Regions from separate parts of the Callithrix jacchus genome. Here region 1 is linked to region 2. A link is a contact called in public Hi-C data. All regions are on one chromosome and are shown on one strand. The core of a region is the stretch at or near the end of the contact, and the rest is flanking DNA. Distances in the headings are between cores, read along the strand shown. Region 1 has its middle 110 kb from the start of TMEM164. Region 2 holds the start of GUCY2F (guanylate cyclase 2F, retinal).

Region 1 (4,776 bases), core at 2,064-4,563, 380 kb after region 2:
AATCGGGAAAGAAAATTTGAGCTCCAGGTTGTTTCGGTTTGGATGCTACCAATGTTGCCCTCTGCTGGTAGAAGACTCAACTTGCAAATGACCAGTTGCATTCTTTTGCTGCTGTCAATCTAGTCCAACCCCAATTTATAAACAGGTTGTGCATGCTGAAATTCACTGTTTAAAGCTTGCCTGCATTTTCCAATAAACGGAATCACTGTTTTTCACAGTGGCTGCGCCCCCAGTATCACCTCCCAAATCCATAAAGTAATCAAAATCTACCCATGTTTCTAGGGAAAATGCTGTCAATTTGGATCAAGTGTTCATCAAGTGCTTCCTATGTGCAAGGTATTGGAACGGATGCAAATGTGATTCAAGAAGAGTCTTTGACTTTAAGAAAGTTGTTTATCTTCTTAGGAGAAATAAAACATTAGCATGAGAGACTATAAGAAGCTATCTGAAGAGGCCTCCTGCAGTACATACAGGGAAGAGTGGCAGATTCGGAGGGATACATATAGGAAACAGTGAAGATAGAAAAGACGAGGATTTCCCATCTGGAAAGGAGAAACCAGGGAAAGCTTTTTGAAAGCAGCTGAAATTGATGAACAATAACAGTAAATGGGGTAGTTTGTTTCAAGGAGAAGTAACTACAGAAGGAAAAGCAGGGAAGTAGGAAAACATGGGCTGTGGTCTAGAAATGGCAAATAACCCCTCCTATTGAGCAGAGTATAAGGGAAGAATCCAGACATGTAACCTGAAGGTCAGGCTATCCGTGACAGCAGGAACAGGGACAGCTTGTTGGAACTGCTTGGAGCTGGACAATGACTTCCCTCATTCAGGTGGTTCTGGGTGAGGGGGTAAAGATGGAGAGTCTAGCAGGTTGCAGGCTGTGAGTTGCTGTGGAAAGGATGCTGGGATCTAGAAGAGGTTTGTGAATTTGGAAGAGAAGCCCTAGTGATGGCTGGGGAAGTAAGCAGGAGCTAGAGAACAGAGCCCCCTAATTTTCCCCATTCTGTTCCACTTCCCTATTCTCTCCTCTCTCATGTGTGGCCAGAAGCAAGAGACTGGCCCTGAAAGAACAGCAGGGTGAGGTGGGAGAACTTCAGGTGTGGCTTGACTGGCTGACGAGGATAAGATTCTCTTCCCTTTTCTCTCCCTTGACACTGTTATCTACCGCCTACAGGGTAGTGGGTAGAGGAGGGGAGGTGAGAGTAGCTATGAGCTCAGTGGCTAAAAGGTATTTTCCTTCATTCTTCTTCACCCTTGGAAGATAGCCTTTGTCACTGCTGGCCCTGCCAGGCTCCTGGCCTACATGGGACAAAAAAAAAAAAAAATGGAAAAAGAGATGGATATCCTTCAGCCCTACAGCTACGGTGGCAGTTCTTAGGTGGCATATAGATGTGGTCAGTCAGACATCCATCAAAGAGGCTGCATGCCTGTTTTTCCTGCATAAATGGAGGGAAAATTTATTGCTATTTGTGACATTCCTGTGCAGGAGAAGAGAACAACCTACCAGAGAGGCTAAGAAGGTACGAGTTTCAAACTCAATTTGACAGCAGTAATGATAACCATAAATAGCATTTAAGCTGGGTGTAGCAGTGGCTGTGCCTGTAGTCCTCATTGCTTGGGAGGCTGAGGCGGGAGGATCACTTGAGGCCAGGGGTTCTAGGTGAGGCTGGGTAACAGAGGGAGATCTGCATCTCTAAAAAAAATAACTAAAATAACTAGCTAGCATTGGTTGAGGGAATGCTGTGTGGCAGGCCCTGAGCATCCTTATCTCAATGAATCACTACTATCTATTTTTAGAACTTTTTCATCATCTATTTTCAGAACTTCTCACCGTAGAAGCAGTATAGATGCAAGCCCTAAGGCCAAGCCAATCTGAGTTTAAGTCTTCACGCTGCCACTCACTAGTTAAAGCACAGTGCTTGACACAGAGTAAGAACTCAGTAAATATGGGCTGGGCTTGGTGGCTCATGCCTGTAATCCCAACACTTTGGGAGGCCGAGGAGGTCGGACCACCTGAGGTCAGGAGTTCGAGACCAGCCTGACTGGTAAAACCCTGTCTCTAATAAAAATACAAAATTAGCCAGGTGGTGCATGCCTGTAATTTCAGCTACTCGGGAGGCTGAGGCAGGAGAATCACTTGAACCTGGGGGGCAGAGGTTGCGGTGAACCAAGATCGCACCACTGCACTCCAGCCTGAGCAGCAAGAGCAAAACTCCATCTAAAAATAAAAATAAAAAGAACTCAGTAAATATGGAATATTCATCAGTTAACAAATCAATTGATATAAGTCAATTGAATAATAAATATTACCATATATACACACAGTCATATGAAGGTGGTGCTATTACTATCTTCATCTTATAAATGAGGAAATGGAGGGCCTGAGAAATTAAGGACTTTGTACAAGCTTGCACAGCCACTAAGTGGCAGAACCTGAATTGAAAACTGGTTGTCAGTACAGAGTTTCTCTTTGAGAGGATGAAAAAGTTCTGAAAACCTATAGTAGTGATTGTACGGCATTGTGAATAGACTTAATGCCACTGAATTATAGACTCAGAAATGATTAGAATGGTACATTTTATGTTATATATACATTCACACACACACGCACACACACACAACACACACACATACCCCAGTTGTCAGACACTGGGATTTTAACCACTGTGTCATATACATGACCTCTCAATAACATTAATCAAGTTTCTATTGTCCAGAAGACCCTCCAATGTCATAAAGCAAGGACAAGATTTGCAATCAAAAGACCTCTGTTTAAACACCATATCTGCTTCTTACAATCAGTAAGTGGCTAAAACTTGTCTGAGTTTTCTTGGGCCAAAAGGGGTACAAGTCCCACTCAAGCCCCTCACTTCAAATGCAGACACACTGGTCCCTGTTATGTTGCTGGATAACCTTGATGGGAGGGGACCGAGATCGATTTGAGCCCCTGACAAGGAGGGCAAGGAAGCTCTGAGCCAGCTTACCCCTTCCTAGTTACTCCTCTTCCCAAAGTGAAGTGTGGCAGCTACTGCGTGGGGACTTATAAGAGGAAGTGAGACAGCTACTGATAGGGGAACTTGAGGAGGCCCCCTTGGAAAGGGGAAGGAAGATGAGCACATATTGAGATAAACCATTTGCAGGGTGTTAAAACTAGATGAAAACCAGTGTTCTTACAGGTCACAAAAAAGAAATCCACACCACAAACAATCTTAGTAGCTACTTTTCCTGCCAAAGTAATCATTCTTTTATCCAAGGTTCCATGGGGATTAAAAAACAAACAATCCCTCAAAGTCCTTGTCAGCTTCTCTGGTTCCTCTCTAATTTTTACTGTACTCAATGGAGAGGAGTGCTCAGTAACAGCTGAGTCCCCAGATACACCATGACATTGCAAGAGAAGATGAAACCTGAGGAAATCCACCCCCTTCACATTTTCCAGACCACATTCTCCTCCCCTGTTCAATCTCCCTAAAGCTTTCACTAGGCTTGTTCAGGTCGGGAATAAACTATAACCAGTGGATGCTGCCCTCTGCTGGAAAGCAGGCTTCATTCGCGGCTGCACAGCCAGTCTTGGCCTCCACAAGACCTCTTTTGTGTTAATGATTTGAAGCACATGTTTGTAATGAAAAATAACGATAATAATTCAGGGTACCAGGCTGACCATGCAAATATATTTATCCTGAGAAGGGCCTGCAGAACACCTTTCAGGGCAAATCCTCTACCACCTTTACAGAGGACTGAGACAGCCTAGAGAAGAACAGAATGCTTGCTTTACTGTTATTTTCCTCAACCTGGCCCCGTGAACTAAACTAGATGCAGTCTGTCCAGAGAAATATCAGTATGAAACAACCCACAGGGCATTGGGCGCCTGTGTTCTGGAATTGCTTCTTCCACTTCACTTCAGTTGCCTTATTTCCACTCACCTTGGTTCTCTGAGCCCAGGTTGACACAGCACACTGGCTCCCGATGCTCCCCTCTGTCTCCTTCTGCTGCCATGCCCTATTGTAGCCATGGCCCTCCATCTGGCACTCAGAAATCTTTCCCAAATGTCATTCTGCTAGTCTCCCGACACCTTCACACATTCACCTTATGCCATCCTCTGGGGCAGAGCTGATGTGGTCCCAGGCTGGGGAGGCTAGAGGCCACCTAGTAGCCACTAGGAAGCAATGCTTGTACTGTGTGCCCTGTACATCAGTGACAGGCAAGGAGGCTGTGGGACTGTTCTCACAATCAGCCGAACCTGTCTCCTCACGACCATTGGTGCTGCCACCTAAGAGATTAACAAGGGGGGCCACGAGACTCAGATTGCTCAGATACAATTATAACTGGAAACACTGGGTTCTAATCATACTCTTCCCTAGCTGGCTGACTGACAATACAGTGGTATCCCTTTTGCAAACCAAAATATGTTGGAATTATACTGGAGTGATGTGGACTATGCTGGAATTTTTCAGATTTTCAAACTGCTTTAAGAAACATTCCATAGCTCCACTTGGCAAGATATAAACACACTTGTAGGAAACCGGGTTCGTTTTACCAGTCAAATGAGCCAGCAGCCCAATTCTTCAGTCTCAAAGAGATTAATGAGCAATTAATTTCCCAGACCAGCTAAGCCTGGGAAGTTCCGGGAGCTAACGAATTTTACCTGAAGCTGAAGTCCGGCCCACGTCTATGGGACACCACAGCTGACCCTCCCAAGGAACTCAAGGGAAGGCCGAATTTACATAGTTGGCTGCCCCCTAGTGTTCACAGGCCGCAATATCAGCAGGCGGGACTCGTTTG
Region 2 (5,101 bases), core at 452-2,951:
TAGGCAAAGGAGGATGGACCACTTTTTGAGTAAAAAAAAAAATTTAGAAACTTTTGCTGCCCCTCAGATCAAAGTAATTAACTGTCCATTCTAGGTTTAAGGCTGGCATTTTGTGTTATAATGAAGGTCACTCACTCCTAAGCACAATACCCACCGCAAATTCCAAAACGTTGGCTTTTTTAGACCATTTCTCAAATTTGTGCACTTACAACACAGGTCCCTCCTCAGGCCACATGATAGAAAGTGCCCCTTGCCATTCGTTCTCAGTTGTTGTTGCTCTTTTCTCTTCGTTAACTGCAAGATAAACTGTCCCCAAGTTGAAGGTCTGCCCTTACACTTTTTTCTGGTATCTATGTCATGCATTTGATCATAACTTCTAACTCTGTTATGATTCCCTGGACAACCAGAAAGTTTTATGTTGCTGTAGGATTTAATCTTGATCCCCCAATTTAAGATTGTACAGAAGGAAACTTAATCTTTAAAAAAAAAAAAAGAAGGAAAGGAAGAAAGGGAGGAAGGAGGGAGGGGGGAGAGAAGGAAGGAAAAGAGGAAGGAGGAGGAAGGGAGAGGGAAATAGGGAAGAAGTGAAAGAAAGAAGGAAAGAGGGGGAGGGAGGAACAGAGGGAAGGAGGAAGGAAGGAAGGAGGGAGGGAGGGTGGAAGGAAGGAAAGAAGGAGGGAAGGAAGGAAGGAAGGAAGGAAGGAAAGAAGGAAGGAAGGAAGAAGGGAAGGAGGGAGGGAGGGAGGGAGGGAGGGAGGGAGGGAGGAGGAGAGAGAAAGAAAGGGGCAGGAGATGGGGGAGGATGCCCTAAGCCTCCACTTGCTGATTTAGGTTCAAGAAAAAAATTAGCTCACTAAAGGCTTCTAGGGTTAATGGAAAATGTGGATATAACTAAACCAAGGTGTGTGAGGTGTGAAATTTTGGAGACAGAAGAGTACTGATACACAGTTGTTCTGGGGCTGTTGCCTAGATTACTCAGGTATGAACACCTGCATGGGATCAGGTTTCCATAGGGATGTGGAATTTCATTTCAGGTAGTTTTCACAATCTGTTGGGAAGCCTGGCTTCACACAGAAAACCACTGTTCTTTAAACATGTACAAAGAAAGACCATGACAAATATGTCTGAGGGAAATGGTTCCTCATACTAGCTTGTCAAGCCGAGGACTTCAATGAATGATTGATTGGTCTTTCTAGTTACAGCCTGAATCAAGTTAACAGCTTGTATAAGACAACATCAGGAAGAAATAAAAAAGAATCATGAGAAAAACTAAACTAAAGCTTGGGTGAGAGCCTTTGAGCTCAAATCTTGACTTAAAGTATCTCAAAGGCTCTCTTTACCCCTTCTTTCCTTCATTCTTTAATTTTTTTACTACGTATTGCAGTAAATTTAATGTAACTCAGGGTCTCAGCTCACAGGTGGGCTGTGATTTTTTTCCCCACTACAATCTTTCTTATAAACAAGAGTTGTCAACTACTCACCAAGTAATTCACGGCTCAAATGTCTTCAGTTTACTGCCTGCGCATGCAGACCACTGGCATAGCTGCCTCAGGGTGTCCATTTCTTTGCATCCTCTATGCATTCATAATCCTGTCAAGGACTCCAGTCTGTTGATAAATTCTATTAATATGGTAAATAATTGAAAACGTTAGTAAACGTTTTGAAAATCACTATTCAGCATCCGCAGACCAAGACTTGGATTAGGATTTAGAGTGACACTTCTAATCCTTTAAATTGATCCCACCTGTAGCACAGTTAATGCTGACCTAAATGCAATGACCCAGAGATTAACAAACAATTAGAGTCCTGTGGATAAATACGTGCTCCACAGACTACTGCCTTCTTTTACCTTTCAAAGTCAGAAACGAGCTCTCAGATTTTGCCTGTGTTTTCCTTTTTCCATTCTGTCTAATAACCACCAATCGCCCTTTCTCCAAGACAGTTCTAAATGCAAAACATTCATCAGCTGTGATTCCAGTTCAGAATATAAAAGGCGATGCAGGCTGGCTCCCTGCAAAATTCAAAGTAGGTGAATTTTGTCTCCTTCTCCTATTCCCCTTAAGTGCCTTCACTGCCTTTCCTTCCAAGAGAGACTCTCTACTTCCCTCTACACCTTTGTACAGAGACATCGTTTCCCCCATACTTTAGATGTATTCCTTAATCAGTTCTTCTCCGTCCTGGGCATCATTCCCTCAGGGCACTGTTCTCATTTCCCAGGTTGAGAGCTGAGGTGTTAAGGGCTAAAAGTGACTTATATTAAATGAGGAATGCTTTTTAATAATAGTTTTATTGAGATATAATTTATCTACCACAAAAGTATACAATTTAGGGTTTTTTTTTTTAAGGTACATTCAAAAGCTTATGCAACCACCACGACTTTCCAATTCCAGAATATTTTCATTATCCCCACAAAGACTTTTTAAAATTCTTGTTTAAAAGTCACTCCCCATTTCTCTCCTCCTCCTAGCCCCAGGCCACCACTAGTTTACTTTCTCTATGGATTTTCTTTCCTATTCTGGACAGTTCATATAAATGGAATCATGCAACATGTGATCTTTAGTAAGTGGCTTCTTTCACTTAGCATATCGTTTTCAAGGTTCATGCATGTTCTAGCGTGTATCAGTACTTCATTTCTTTTGCGGCCAAATAATATTCCACTTTATTGGATATACCACATTTTATCTATTTATCAGTTGATGGAAATTTAGGTTGTTTCCACCTTGGGCTATTGTGAATATCGCTTTTATTACCTTTGTGTAAAAGTTTTTATATGGACATATTGTTTTTATTTCTCTTTGGCATATACCTAGGGAATTGCTGTGTCATGTAATAACTCTATGTTTAACATTTTTTTAATCAGCAAACTGTTTTCTAAAGTATATGCACCATTTTGCATTCTCATCAGCAACACATGAGGGTTCTTTTTACCTACATTCTTGCCAACATGTTATTATCTATCAGTCTTTTTATTTTAGTGCGATAGGCATTTTATATGTACATTATTTTATATTTATAACAACTCTGAAGACAGATATTACCCATTCTTTCTATTTTGTAAATGAGAATGCCAAGACAGAGATGAAGTAGGCAATAATAATACTTACTAAGTATCATATTACAATAATAATACGATGATGTGACAGGCATTTCTGGAAGCCCTGTCTCCTTTGATCTTCACAGTGACCCCAATGAGATGTCCAGAGAGGTTAAAGTTACTTACCAAAAATCACACAGCCACTGGTCAGTAGAGACAGAATTTTAACTCAGACATTCTGATTCTAGTATGTAATAGAGCCAAAAAGTTTAAACCTAAGACTATTTGGCATCAAGAAAGCTCACGTTTATCCTTGATATATTCCACTAATGCGCCTCTCCTGCTATCCCTCCAAAGACTACTTGCACTTTAATAGGCTCTCCAGAAACACACCATGACTACCCAAGGGGAACAATCCCTAATTGTAGAATTTCAGGTGACTTGATGGCAATACTGGTGCAAGTGGGGGCCAGTTACCATTCTCTATCTACTGCTGCATGGTGCCATGGTGTAAAATACATGTACCCAGCATATATTTCATAAGAAGGTTCTGATGAGGACTAGGATGTTCAAGGGACCATTCAATGAATGCTCCAAAATCCTGAATAGACATGAGATTCTAAATGTATAGGTAGAAGTCGCTGGGAATTAGCACATAAATAAAATTTCTAAAGTAAATTTGCTTCTTTTGATTAGAGTTCCACAAACACTTGTTGCTCTATGGGCTTTACATATACTAACTCAATGGATCATCACAACTGTCTTGTGGGGTAGGTATTAGTATTATTATCATCCATATTGTATAGATGAAAAACTAAGGCACAAAGAGATTAAGTCACTTTCCCAGGGCATACAGCTAGTTTGTGGTGGAGCCAGCTATGAAAATAAGTAGTCTAGCTTTAGAGTCAGTGCTCTTAACCACTGCCTTTTAAAAGAAATCTCAGTATGGGGCTCATTGGATTTATCCAGACACTCAAAAATTCCCATTGGATCTCTAAGTTTTAGTTACAGTATAATTAAAGATGATTTTAGAACAGAAATCTAAAACCATTTGGGGTCCTTGTGAATCTAAAATTATACAGATACTTCAAATCTATTCATGAGTACAAACTTAAAAATTATTCCTACACGCCTTTTAGAACTGCTATGTCAGAAACATCAGCACACTGTATGATCAGGTGGTGACCTTAGCGTTCTCATGAACTTACAGTACCAGAATGTTTATGGATTCTACTAGATGTTGTTGGAACTCGTATCAGTTCCTGTCTATGTTACCAATATCGAAGCCTAACAATTTACAAAATGTCAGCATCTCTGGATGATCCTTACTTCCTAAGGTGCCATGAAATGAAAGAATCCAAAATAGCAACCTCTCCCTCCACAAAACTGTGAAGCCAAACACATCACTTTAGCTTCCCTCTTACCATTAGCTGCAAAGAAAAAATAATGTAGCTCATTTGCATTTAATGATTTTTTTACTACTAAACACTACAGGGAACTCTTAATTACATACATCATGAGAAAGGGCCTTACATAATATTGGCCTAGGATCCTTCTATTCCTTTGGAGACTAAGATGCATGGCTGGGGCATGAGCTATAAAAATAGGTTCAGAATTGTGTGCTTCTAGTCAATCATCCAGAATAAGGCTTGGACAAGTAGCTCCTTGCAGTCAAGAAATCACATGAGAACCTGGGAAACAAGCGAGGTGATGGACGAAGATAAATTAGAATGAGAGAGGAAAACTACAAGAAACGATACGAGACAAACTTACATATTTCGCTTGATTCCAGTGAGGGTTCTGAACTGTGATTCTCCACCTTCCTTTACACTTTTTACCTAACCCTATCTGACAGAATGTTCTTTTTCTAATTCAGTAATAATAACAAAATTCTCTGTCTGCTTATAGTACTCAACAAGCAGTGACAGTACTCAGCAAGACATATATTGGTTCATAAAAGTAGAATAGCTTTGGACAACGGGCAAAATGATAATTTCCGGTTATTGAGCATCTCCTTTCAACTGGCATTGTTAGCATTACTTCATTATTTCTAATAGCATCCCTAAG

What was found. A called contact is a pair of places that touch in the nucleus more often than the background predicts.
Region 1: a contact with region 2 is called in a Hi-C map of skeletal muscle, with 9 times the contacts expected there. The contact joins the enhancer-like site here to the promoter of GUCY2F in region 2. A contact is called at or near these places in 3 of 3 Hi-C or Micro-C datasets (induced pluripotent stem cells and skeletal muscle).

Annotation. Positions count from the first base shown.
Region 1 is chrX:106,300,073-106,304,848 of calJac240_pri, forward strand. No RefSeq gene overlaps it. Among named protein-coding and RNA genes, the nearest start is that of TMEM164, 110 kb to the right of the region's middle. Within about 2 kb of position 3,314, at least 2 of the 16 cell types and tissues checked have an H3K27ac peak or open chromatin away from gene starts, as enhancers often do.
Region 2 is chrX:105,921,490-105,926,590 of calJac240_pri, forward strand. It overlaps GUCY2F (guanylate cyclase 2F, retinal), which reads right to left and starts at 1,702. Exons shown (of 20, transcript XM_054251012.2): 1 at 1,482-1,702.